3 separate regions of the Hordeum vulgare genome follow, and regions 1 and 3 are each linked to region 2. Evidence: chromatin contacts called from public Hi-C data. All regions are on one chromosome and are shown on one strand. Each heading gives the region's core, a stretch centred on a gene start, on an enhancer-like site or on the middle of the called end of the contact. The rest is flanking DNA. Distances are from core to core; before and after follow the strand shown.

The links. A called contact is a pair of places that touch in the nucleus more often than the background predicts.
Region 1: a contact with region 2 is called in a Hi-C map of seedling, with 2.1 times the contacts expected there. The contact joins the promoter of LOC123448092 here to the promoter of LOC123448096 in region 2. A contact is called at or near these places in 2 of 6 Hi-C or Micro-C datasets (leaf and seedling).
Region 3: a contact with region 2 is called in a Hi-C map of seedling, with 5 times the contacts expected there. The contact joins the promoter of LOC123448098 here to the promoter of LOC123448096 in region 2. A contact is called at or near these places in 2 of 6 Hi-C or Micro-C datasets (leaf and seedling).

Annotation. Positions count from the first base shown.
Region 1 is chr4H:119,936,708-119,940,646 of MorexV3_pseudomolecules_assembly, reverse strand. LOC123448092 (cytochrome P450 714C3-like) reads right to left here and starts at 1,923. Exons shown (of 6, transcript XM_045124862.1): 1 at 1,694-1,923; 2 at 459-1,617. The coding sequence starts at 801.
Region 2 is chr4H:120,562,094-120,566,220 of MorexV3_pseudomolecules_assembly, reverse strand. LOC123448096 (type I inositol polyphosphate 5-phosphatase 10-like) reads left to right here and starts at 1,900. Exons shown (of 7, transcript XM_045124865.1): 1 at 1,900-2,090; 2 at 3,778-3,896; 3 at 3,978-4,050. The coding sequence starts at 3,867.
Region 3 is chr4H:121,438,178-121,442,244 of MorexV3_pseudomolecules_assembly, reverse strand. LOC123448098 (probable arabinosyltransferase ARAD1) reads right to left here and starts at 1,523. Exons shown (of 2, transcript XM_045124867.1): 1 at 452-1,523. The coding sequence starts at 1,378. LOC123450346 (alpha-1,3-arabinosyltransferase XAT3-like) reads left to right here and starts at 3,191. Exons shown (of 1, transcript XM_045127648.1): 1 at 3,191-3,817. The coding sequence starts at 3,191. The coding sequence ends at 3,817.

The sequences.
Region 1 (3,939 bases), core at 674-3,173, 630 kb after region 2:
TTGAGAGACCGTCCTACATACCTTACTAAGGTTTATAAGGAAGTTGTTTGCCACTAACCATGAGCGACACACACAGTGCAGAACATGTAACTGAGTATAATGTAGTTTTATCTTTTGGACAATATGGTTGCTGGGGTGGATGCCTTACATTAATGAAATTTACAAAGCATAAATAGAAACAGAGACGAGAGGACATATACTACAAGATAGTGCTGGAGGCTTTGTGGCACTGTCATGCTGAATATTAGAAAGATTGGTTAGTCACCCCAACAAACTGTAAATATAAACTTTGTTATCTTATAGTCTTATGTCACAAGAATAAAAACATCTAATCAGCAACATACTAGAGATGAATTCAAAGCAAATAACATGTGTTACTGCTAAAAAAGAACAAAAAAAAAAGGTGTGGTTTTACTGCAGAGAAAATTCATGCATGGATGGAGCTTTTGACCACATACCATATGTTTCCCTCCAGATAAGGAAGTGAGGGAAGAGGGTGGATATGTAGTTACTGGTGTCTTGCTTCTGCGCAGAAACGGCCTCTTGCCGGATTCTCTTCATCTCCTGGGTGTTGCCATAGAACAAAGTAGGCCTGGGACCCCTAACTCCCTGCTTCCTCAGCTTCTTTCTTATCCTCTCTGGCCTCAGCCATAGTATGTCACAGATGTACAACAGAGGTAACCCAACAAGTATGGGAAGAAGCAGAGTTAGCAGATGAAGTTTCTCCATGAGACAGACAGAGTAGGGGAGAGAGGGGAGACTTCTTGTCAAACATATACGATAAATGGCTACTTTGTTCATGTCCAACTACTACAAAGTACATTATGCAATCCACTAGATTCTCATCGGTTTTAGAACTCGAGGATATGAATGCTATCTTGTCTTGTTCAGTTTCTGATTCTTTATTATCTTGCTTTCAGTTCTTGGCATCTACTGACAGTATTCTGCCTGGTTGACTTATTAGTAATATATGCGTCGTGTATATTGATTGATAGGTTCTCCGCTAGCGACGCAAAGCATACTTCTAAACAGAGGAGAGAATTTTCTGATAACCAAATAATAACAAAAAAAACAAGGATTACCTGCAACTATGGACCCTTGCAGGCTGAGTTATCAGATGGAAAACACGGTTAGAAATTTGAGAGTAAGAGGTCGTTGATGATGCAGCTCAGCCTCTGCTGAACTGTGTAAAGTGGTGGGGAAAATAGGTGAACGAATCCGGTAACAACTCAGAAAAGTTCGGAAACCTTGTATCAGCCTTTTTCACAGACAACAACGGCAGCAATCACGTTCTGTTCCACAGACGAAACCTTGCTGCGGGTGTTGCATGCTGCGATTGGCACCAACTACTACATCGAAATCAGACTCCAAAACTGTTGCCAAAACTGTTGTAGTTGTATTGCCAAAACTGTTGTTCAGTTCGATTTCGCTTACGACAGAGTGGATAAAACCAGCCGTCGTCGGTCGGAGAACCAACATCTGCCACATGGCCATGCGTAGCTAAGTTGACCAGAGCTCCTGGCTGTGGGAATGAGTCCTCGGTCAATGGATTCAACACTCGCGGCCCTGGATCTCGGCCTTCCTTGGCCGTCTTCTTGTGTCCTGATGATCCCCTCCCTGCGAATGGCGGAAGCATCCTCATTACCCACGGCAAAAGGTCCTGTGCAAGCTAGGCATCCAACACCTGGTTTACCGGATGTGCCGGCGAGGAGCGCGCCGTTGCTAGACCGCCGACTCCGTCGCGTTAATTGCATTTGCCAGCAGCGCGCGCGCCGGCGAGAAGAAGGAATGGCGATTAATCACTACAAACATCGAATGCTACGAGAATCTCTGGGAATGAGAGATCAATCGGCTACGAAGTTTACCCACAACGACGGCCATGTCGATTGAGGAATGGAATCGCGGATGAAGCAGAGGACTGAGTGAGGGGCAGCAGTAGAATGGGCTTGGACCTTGGAGAAGAAGAAACGTAGGGAGAGTGGGCCTGCTCCGGAAATCTCAGCCCATTGCCATCGAGGTGGCTCGGCCCGGCCGGGCCCACCTTCGTGCCTCTCTCTCACGCGTCTGTTGCGCTGCTCCCACTGTCCTGCGCCTCCCCCACCGCCACCCACCAGCCGTCGGGCAAGGGCAGAGCCCGCGCGGCTGGCCTGCCGTCTCCGTCGACGGGCATAGTTACGCATCGCCGTCTCCAGGCACTGACCGTGCCACCATGGTCGTGGTAATTTTCTCTTCCCACTTCTTCCCTCATTGGGCACTCAGGTTAATTTATCTGCTTATACGTTTCCTGACTGCGAAAACGGTGTTAGATAACTCTTGTAACCTTTTGTGTACCACAACAATAGGAACTAGGGAAAACCCACATTGACCACTTCAGCCACATGTATAGAACGTGGGACTTTCACCTATATATACCTCACACATGTAATCTATTGATCACTCAAGGAAGTTTCATATTTCAACTTGGTATCAGTTTTACCAGGTCCCTATGGCCGACCCCGACGCTGCCTCCTCCTCCTCCTCTTCCGCTGCTCCAATCTTTGGCTCGATGCCGACCTCGGTGACCTCCCTCGCGACCGCCGACGCCCACACGGCCGCCACTTCTCCTGCGGTACCGCCGCCACCCTTCTTCTTCCAGGGTTCCTCCCCTGCCCCCGGATCTCATTTTGCTCCTCTCTTCACCACACCCCCGTCGCCGCCGGCCACACCTACACCTCGCCACCCCATCTTCTCTGACCATATCACAAACCACATCAAATTTCACCTCAACCCCGCCGATCACAACTACCACAAGTGGAAATCTTTCTTCCTCATGGTCCCGATCCGCTATGGTGTACTCTATCTCATCGAACACCCTCCGCCTCCCAACGCCAATGCTGCCTATCTTGAGCTCGACGCCCACGTCGCCCTCTCGCTCTATGCCACCCTCGCGGATCCCATGATCGACCACGTTGTCGGCGCCACTACCACCTACTCCATTTGAAAGAAGATCAAAGACTTCTTCCTCGCCAATCGTGCTGCCCGGTTCATGATTCTCAATCGGCAGTACCGCAACCTCAAGCAAGGTGATCTATCCGTCTCCGAGTACGCGCGCCGCATGAAGCTCCTCATCGACGGTCTCGCCAACATCGACCACGCCGTCAGCGAAACCGACCTCACCACCCAGTTTCTCCATGGCCTGGACAAACGCCTCGACAAGATTCGCGTCGTCCTCGATGATCAGGAGCTCCCCTTCGACACCGTCCTCTCCAGGGTGGTCCTTGCGGAGGAGTTGTAGGCGCAACACGCCGCCGAGGAGAGTGCCTCCGCCTTCGCCTTCACTGGTGGTGACCGCGCCCCCAGCACCAACTCCGAGGCTAGCGCCCGTGGATCCAATGACCGTGGACCCATCACTGGTCCCTCTGATCGCTCCTCCTTCGACCGCACACAGGGCCATCCGCACCCTCCACATCAACCCGTTGGCCGTGGCCGCGGCGATGGTGATCGTGGCCGTGGACGTGGTCGTGGCCGTGGACGCAACGATTCCTCCGGGCGCAACCAGTCTTCTCCGCGGGTGTTCTCTCCATTCACCGGATATTTCGCTCCATACGGCATGGCCCTGCCATCACCGCGCCCTGGTTGGATCCCTCCCAATGCCGCTGGCGTTTTGGGACCCCGACCCGGTGCCCATGCTCACGCCTACGCCATGTACCCTCCTCCTCCGACGCCACCGCCATACCAACCCACGCCAACATCGTGGGAGCACCTCGCCATGCTCAACGCCGCCTTCAGCAACTCCGGCATCAACATGCCTCACGCCCCCCGAGTGGTACATGTACAGTGGAGCTTCTTCGCACGTGACCGACAACCAAGGTATCCTAACCTCATCTAGTCGTTCATTACAGCATGTTCCTTCTAGCATTCTCGTTGGCAATGGACAACATCTCCCCATCACCGCCACCG
Region 2 (4,127 bases), core at 651-3,150:
CGGCGCGGCCCACGTGGTGGTGTGAGAAGACAAGAGCATGCTCGCGCCGTCCTTGGCGGCGATGTCGAGGACGCGGAGCTCGCCCCCGTCAGTGGGCAGCCTCACGGGCGGGGCGTGCCCGACACCCTTCTTCTTCAGCCCCCACCATCGCCGCCGTCGCACCATCACCTGTCGTCTGTGTCGCCTCCACCCGCTCCTCCTCCCTCCGCGGTGCGACAGAGCTGGCGGGGCATGGGCGGGCGCGAGCACGAGCGCTTGGGCGCGAACTAGCGGGGCACATGCGGGAGCGAGCCGACGGGGCATGTGCGGGGGCACGGGAGCGAGCCGGCGAGGCGGTGGGACGAGCTGCAGGGCGGCGGGGCGAGCTACGGGGCGGGGTGACGGCGCAGAGGTGAGCTCGCGGGGGCGGGGTGAGCTGCGCGGGAGCACGAGCAAGGGCGAGCGTGCGGGGCACGGATGGGCGGCGAGGCGAGTTGGTGAGGCAGGGGCGGGCAGCGAAGCAAGCTACCGGGGGGAAAGGGGACGATGTAGAGGCGAGCTGCCGAGGCACTGTCAAGCGCGGGCGCGAGCCGACAAGGTGGTGAGGCGAGCTGCGGGGCGGGGCGACGACGTAGAGACGAGCTCGCGGGGGCTGGGCGAGCGCAAGCTGGCGGGGCATGGGCCGGCGCGAGCACGAGCGCGCGGGGCACGGGCGGGCAACAAGGCAAGGTGCGGGGCGGGTAGGGTGACGGCGCAGAGGCAAGCTGCGCGGGCGGGGCGACAATGCACAGGCGAGTTGTCAGGGAATGGGTAGGGCATGGGTGCAAGCTGCGGGGCAATGGGGCGGGGCGGCGGTACAGAGGTGAGCTCACGGGGGTGGGGCGAGCTGCTCGCTCATCAGATATTCGACCGAATGCTAACGTGAACATGTACTACTCCCTCCGTTTCATAATATAAGTCCTTTAGAGATTTTATTAGAAACTATATACGGATGTATATAGACATACTATAGAGTGTAGATTCACTTATTTTACTTTATATGTAGTCCTCTAATGAAATCGCTTAAAGACTTATACTGTATTTAGGAACGGAGGGAGTATAAAATATGCATGTCTCTCGTTTGGCGCACCGACTGATTCAAATACAAAAGCCAACACAAATGAACTGATAGGCGGTCCAAATGGAAAAAACATGCGTTTGTTTTGATCGTGCGGTTGGAGTTATCGTGACATACATGATCAATCTATCCGGGACGGGTCGGACACGGCTGCACGTTTTGGTAGTAGGAACGCGAGACGCAGTCCATGATCCATCCGTCTAAAAGAAGAAGTCAAAGTGGTCCATCGAGCAACATGCAACTAGGTACGCAGTACGTGCTGCCAGATTCAATGCTGGTGCCGCCTAGATGAAAAATAGTTACCAGTCCCTCTAGCCTATGAAAAAGAACTTGCTAGTACGTAGAAGTATGATACTACTCCAGTTTGGCGAGATTTTTTGTTTCGCAACCAAGACTGCTTATATTGAGAAAATGTTGCAAACCATGTAAGCTTGGTCTAAACTCCATGCGTTCCAAAAGACCTAGAATCCTAGATGGAACACAAATCAAAGTATAGGAGTTTTCTGAACCAAGAACGTCTAAAAACAGTCATGTGATTTGACTATTCCTCCAAAAAAATAGAGGTCAAAGTGGTCCGAGAATGTTTGACTTGATGTTGTGAACATGCATCTATAGCTACACCAGGAAATTTTGGTACTAGTAACAAGATCTGGTGTCTGACCACACGTAAAATTTGGCCATTTTACCGTGGAACGGAACGGAGAAGAGAATTACTCCTCCTCCAGGAACCTGGGGAAAAGGCAACGCACGCGCGGGTAACAGGAGCTGCTCCCCTTCTTCCTCCCTCCCACGGCTCCGTTTGGGTTTGACCTCATGTGACCTGACCAACCAACCACGTCCCCCCCACTCCCTCTCCATTTCCTCCCCTTCCTCGTCAACCGCTCGTCTGCGCCGGGAGCCTCAGGCAAAGGCAACCACGAGAAGGACGCACCGGTGACACACAGCCGGCCAGCCGGCCGGTGCTTTCGCAGACCGCCACCGCGTTGCAAAAATAGTACGTACGTTTCCTCCTGCTAGTAGTATTATTAGGCCGCGTCCATTTGGCATCGTTCCCGCCGCGCGCTTCCTTTCCAATTCCATGGAACCACAGCCATCGCCATTCACCAAGGTTTTCTTCCTCCTCCTCCTCCATGGCTAGCCTCTCCTCTTTTCTTCTCTTCTGTTGGCAGGCTTATCCCGTGGTGTAATTTAACTTGATCATTAGGGAGTACAGTAATCAGTTTGGTATGCTATCCCGCTTCTATCTTGCCCCACAACATTCTGCGGTTGTCATTCTGAATTCTTCCTCCATGCATGCCCAAAACCATGCTGCAATTCACCCATTTTTCTATGAATACTTTACTTCACTCTATGTTTTCTTGGGGGCATCGATCGACCACCCTCTGCTTTGGACGCTGCCAAGGCCAAAACGGCTGCCTCGGGGAATCAGTGTGGTCTCCTTCCCCCCTTCTTGGTTTTGGCGTGTAATCGGACAGACAATTATACTACCAAATATCGCACTTTCTTATGAATTTTAAAAGTGCAACTTCGTTTGTTTGTTCCTGTTGTACACTATACTATCAAACATTTTTTTTCTCAGAAATTTCAATTTCTATGTTTATTACAGTTCCTAGAGCCCCCTCACCTTACCACTTGCTGGATGGTTCCAAGGAGCTGTTAACACAGCTCTATGCTGTTTCATGACAGCTTTGGCTTGAGCTGCTGCTTAGTCTATTCAATTTGGAACTTTTCCCACTTGCTTGAAAAAGGCTGGTCAAACTCCATCACCTTCCATGCCTTGAGCTTGCCAACATAGTTTACAAGATCTATTGCACACATACATACACACTTCCCTTTTCTCGACGGAAAAAGGCGATATGTTGCCTCAAAAAATTACATTTTCATCTGTAGCTAGGCTTTTTGGCTTCATACTGGTTGCCACTCCAACTATATGATCTGACTTTATTTGCTACAAAAACTTTAGTAGTACTTGCGAGAAATTAGGATGCAGGTTAGTACGATATGATATGCTTGCTTCAGTGTGCTATCAAATGTGATTTCGACGGGTAGTCATGTCCATCTCACATTGTTTTGAGGAGTTCAATTTCCGCTGTTTCGTTTCGTTGTCATTGGTTTGTTGAAGTTTTCTGAAACTTCTTGTTTTTGTGCCGTCACCGTGGCAGCAGCAGTAGCATCGCCCCAATTGGAACTTCCAATAGCTGCTTTAAATTTCTTCAGGTCAACTTCTACTATTCCATTGAATTGATTGCATCAAAGAAGTCTAGGACACCTATTTCTTTATTTTTTATTCAAATAAACCTCTTCCTTTCTTTCTTTCTTCTTTCATGGTATAGATTCTTCCTTCTTATAAGTGGGGTACACATGCTTTGCTATCGTCTGCCTGATTGTGACACCAATTTTGTATGATTGTTCCATTTGGTGTTTTCTCTATGAATGCTCAAATAATTACCAGTATATTTGGTATTTGAGGGAATGGGTTTTCCTTTTTTAACTTGGTCCTTAGTTGTTCCTTTCCTTTTTAATAGGTTGATCCTATTTAAATACTCCTGTTTCCAGATAGATAGTTGTTGCTTGTCCTGTTTCTTAGTTTGGCCTTGAAAAACTTTTGGTGGCTGTGTTTCAGAACAACAAGCCTTGGGCTGTTTCTATCTGCCTGACTTATCCTTGGAACACTTTTTCAGGAATTAGATTAGGTCTCCTAGCTGTCAAGTAATTGCTTTGGCGCAAGGGCCGTTCATTTGATGCTGGAAGAAGAAGCTGGGTTCAGAAAATGGACCAGAAAATCAACACGAGGAAGAAGGTAACGCGTCTTCTCATCCCTTGCGGTAAGTTCCATCAATCCAGATAATTATCACTCGATTTAATTCTTCTCCTTCTTCAGTCTCCCTTTGGAAGTATTCCTGCTATGAAGGGTAGGAATTCTTCATTCAGACATGGTGCGGAGCACTCTACAGGTAGGTTCTGAAGTTTAGAACATCTATCCATTTTTGACGAAGCAAAGCCACCATGTTTCTCTCTTCTGTAATTCATG
Region 3 (4,067 bases), core at 274-2,773, 880 kb before region 2:
CATCGTGTGTTCAGAAGCACTATCTGGTGCATAATGTACATGGTTTAATAATACTATTTGCTACCATCAACCACAACTCAAATTATGGCAAGTTTGTAGTAGCACTATAGCAGTAACTTGTGCAGTTAAAACTGAAAACACATCAAAGCTGGCATTCAGAAATCTTACGCTCTGAGCTAAGAATACCTAATGATTGATCCACAATCATATAACCAAGTCTTAAACTAATGATTCAATTACGACAATTTAACAAATTCTGAATTATGTCTCTCAATACAGATCTCATCAATTCTGTTCATCAGCTAAACCTAATTGGCCAAATACCAGCAGGCTTCTGCGAGAATTTAAGCAGTGCCATGACAGTATGTCACGATTGGCGTCTCATAGTCATAGATTGTACATAATTTAAGTTTTCAGTGTGCGGAACCGGATTAGTAAGCACAATTATTACCTCCTTCCTGTAAATGGCTCCCCGGAAGTATAACAATGTTGGCCGATCATCAAACCCGGCCGTGTCATTCACAAATGTCTTCGCCATATGTCGATAGGGCGCAATGAGATCCTTCTCCAAGCTGGCAACCCTGGGGTGGTACCTCCCAAAGTCAGACAGCACGAACACTGCTGGGAACAGCGCCGACCGGGCGTGGAGCAAGCTGTTGGGGTGGTGCGCGACGACGACATGGTCGGTACCCCCGGACCTCTTCCATTCCGGCTGCGCCACCAGAAACCTGACGAGCTTCTCCTGTAGGTACATGTCTCTGCTTACCTTCTCTGGCGGCACGGCCTTGGAGTGGCGGTTGTAGCTGAGTGATGCGAAGAAGGGGACGAAGATCACGTCCGCATCACGAGAGTCGGCAACCCTCACCGCCGGACCACACGGTGCCCCTGACGAGGATGCCAGGAGGTCCAGCGTGAGCCAGTACTCCACGCTGTGCTGCTGGTTGAGCCCACCGGGGTAGCGCGGGACTGCGCCGCCCCTAACGTCAGGCCAGACGCCGCCGCCGTCCCCGGGGGGTGGCGCCCAGCCGAGCAGCCCGAAGTGGAACTCCAGCGGCATGTCGTAAACGAACACCCTGACAGCGGCGTTGCGGGGGTCGCATCTCCCAGGTCCAGCAGCAGCCGCCGAGCCGGAGCCGGGGTCGTCGGGGCGGCCATTCTCGTCAAGAAAGGAGAGCTCTTGACCCTTAGCAGCGGATGTTACACGCACACGGACAGGGATGGCCGAGAAGTCGGCGGGGGTTGCCGGGACGGGGAGGCCGGTGTCTGCTGGGCGCCAGCGGCTGGCGCCGGCGGCGGCGAAGAGGAAGATCGTGGAGGCGACTAGGACGGTGGCCGCCGCCAGCGGCAGGAGGAGAGCGCGAGCACGGGGCGGCGCCATGGAGCGCGAGGCTCATGGCCGGAGTGGTGCACGGGGGAGCATCGCGAATCGTCGATCTGGTGGATTGGAAGGAAGGGGAAGCAAAGGTTGGGTTTTTCCGTGTGGTCGGAGTTTGGTTGGTTCTGGGTGGGTTAGCTGGCTGGTGTGTGCTTTCCGGACTGGGCCTTGAAAATGACGTGAGCATGCGCTGCTGGACTGGACTCTCCAGTAGATGAAGCAGCTAGTTTCATTTTTTTCTTGAGGTAATAGCACTAGGATCCTACAACTTGCATACAATGTGATGGTTTGATCCTAAAACTTGTAAAGTGACCCTATTTGATCCTACAACTTGTTTCTCTTGTGAAGTTTTAGTCCACAACGAATCACAGCGCGCAGAGTGGGCAGGGTTGGTGGTTTTGCAAAGTGGCCCTTCCATTTGTCATTTATTAATCAACACGTTAGTGAAGTTCTGCATTTGCCTACCTTTTTCTCATTGCTTCATGCCATTAGTAAATTTTGCACCTTGCAGTTAGCTCTTCATAGCTGCAGAATCGGAGAGAGTTCCGTCCAAAAGTTTGCAAATTTTATATTGTGTCATGGTTATATTTTGCCTCTGTTCTATGTTCTCTTTTCTGCTTGTCATCTTGTTTACAGAATCTTTGCAAGTGCTTCCTTGTGTTGGCGTTGTTGTGCTTTGGTTGTCAGACTGCCGCTGTTTATGATTTGGTAACAGCTTTCCTTGTCGTTGCCCCTCGTATTTTCTGTTGTTTCCATACAGGTTAATCAGGAGTGCATATACAAAGAAGAGTACTGTTTTCATTGTAAGACAAATTTAAAGACCAATTGCAGGTCTTAGCAAAAGCAGAGCCTAAGCGATCAGACCAATGACTGTTGTAGATATTTTTTTAGAAATATGATAGACATATTGTCCTGAGGGTTTATGATATCAGCTATTGCTATATCTTTATAGGCTACTTTCAAACTGAAATCGAGATTGTTACCTGCAGATACTAATTGCCATCTGTAACCCAGTTTGAGAAGTAGAGATCATTTCACGTGCAGATATCGATCCCAACTTATTTTGAACATTTGATTAGTTGAGTTGGGAGGTAGCCATGTGCCAGTTATGTCTGATTAACTGTGCGTTCGACTTATGTAATCATCTCTGATCCCTGCTTTCGATGTCTGAATCCCTGTGTTCCACCACAGTTGTGACGACGACCGTCAGGCGTCACTGGCCAATGAAGTTCTGCACATTATCAATGGTGCTCTGTTATGGCGATGCGGGTCTTGGCAGGAAATTTCCTTGCAGCTCTTTGATACTGTTTGCTCTATGCATTCTTGTTCTTTTGGTTTATGCTTCCCTGTTGTCGAAGCTGCAATATGTAGACTTGAAAGCTTTGCAACAAAAATTTCCATATATTTGAATGATGTTAGTTTAATATTCGATGATGAACGTGATGCTGCTATTGTTGTTGTGAATTTGGATTACTACATGGCCAAGGCATCTATTTCGGTTCCGTTAGTCAAGTCAAATTTAATGAGCAATTGGAGGTCTTAGCAAAAGCAGAGCCTAAGCGATCAGACCAAAGGAGGAAGGAGGATTTGGAAGGTAGGAAATCATAGCAACCAGCAAGAAAAAATATGTCTTAGTTTTTCATGGCCTGTCTAACTACCTTGAAATTGTCATATGTCACTGGCAAATTAAACTGTGCACATTATCAATGGTGCTCTGTTTTGATAGGTGAGGAGACGATAAAGTATACATGCACGCACGCATCAAATGAGACGAAATATTTCAAGACTGCTGTCTGCTTTAAGATGCACTGATCGGTACTGTTCATGGAGCCCGACGGTTCGCAGAGGGACGAGGTGTGGAAGATCAAGCCTTACCCGCGGAAAGGCGACGAGTTTTGCCTCAGCCACATCACGGAGTTGACGGTGAAGTCGAGCAAGGTGGCCGCCGAGTGCACCAGGTACCACGACGTGCCCCTGGTGATCTTCTCGCTCACCGGCTACACGGGGAACCTCTTCCACGACTTCACCGACGTGATCGTGCCGCTCTTCACCACGGCCAGCCAGTTCAACGATGAGGTCCAGTTCCTCATCACGGACATGGCGCTCTGGTGGACCATCAAGTACCACACCCTGCTCCAGAAGCTGTCCAAGTACCCCTTGATCGACTTCAGCAAGGACGACCAGGTGCACTGCTTCAACTACACCATAGTCGGCACGCACGCCTACATGGAGTTCACCATCGATGCCTCCAAGTCACCGCACAACGTCACCATGGTCGATTTCAACCGGTTCATGTGCGCCGCCTACTCGCCGCCCAAGGAAACCGCGGTGGCGCTCGGGGAGAGCCCCAAGGTCAAGCCCAGGCTGCTCATCATCAAGAGGCACCGCACCAAGATGTTCCTCAACCTGGAGGAGATCATCGCCATGACTGAGGAGCTTTAATTAATTCAGGTGCTATTTGAAACGGCCTGGGTGTTGATTAATAAGTGATAAATGGAAGGGCCACTTTGCAAAACCACCAACCCTGCCCCCACTCTGTCCACTTGGCGCGATGTGATTTGCTGTGGACTAAAACTGCACAAGAGAAGCAAGTTGTAGGATCAAATAGGGTCACTTTGCAAGTTTTGGGATCAAACCATCACATTGTGTGCAAGTTGTAGGATCCCTGTGTTGGGGAATGTCGCATGGGAAA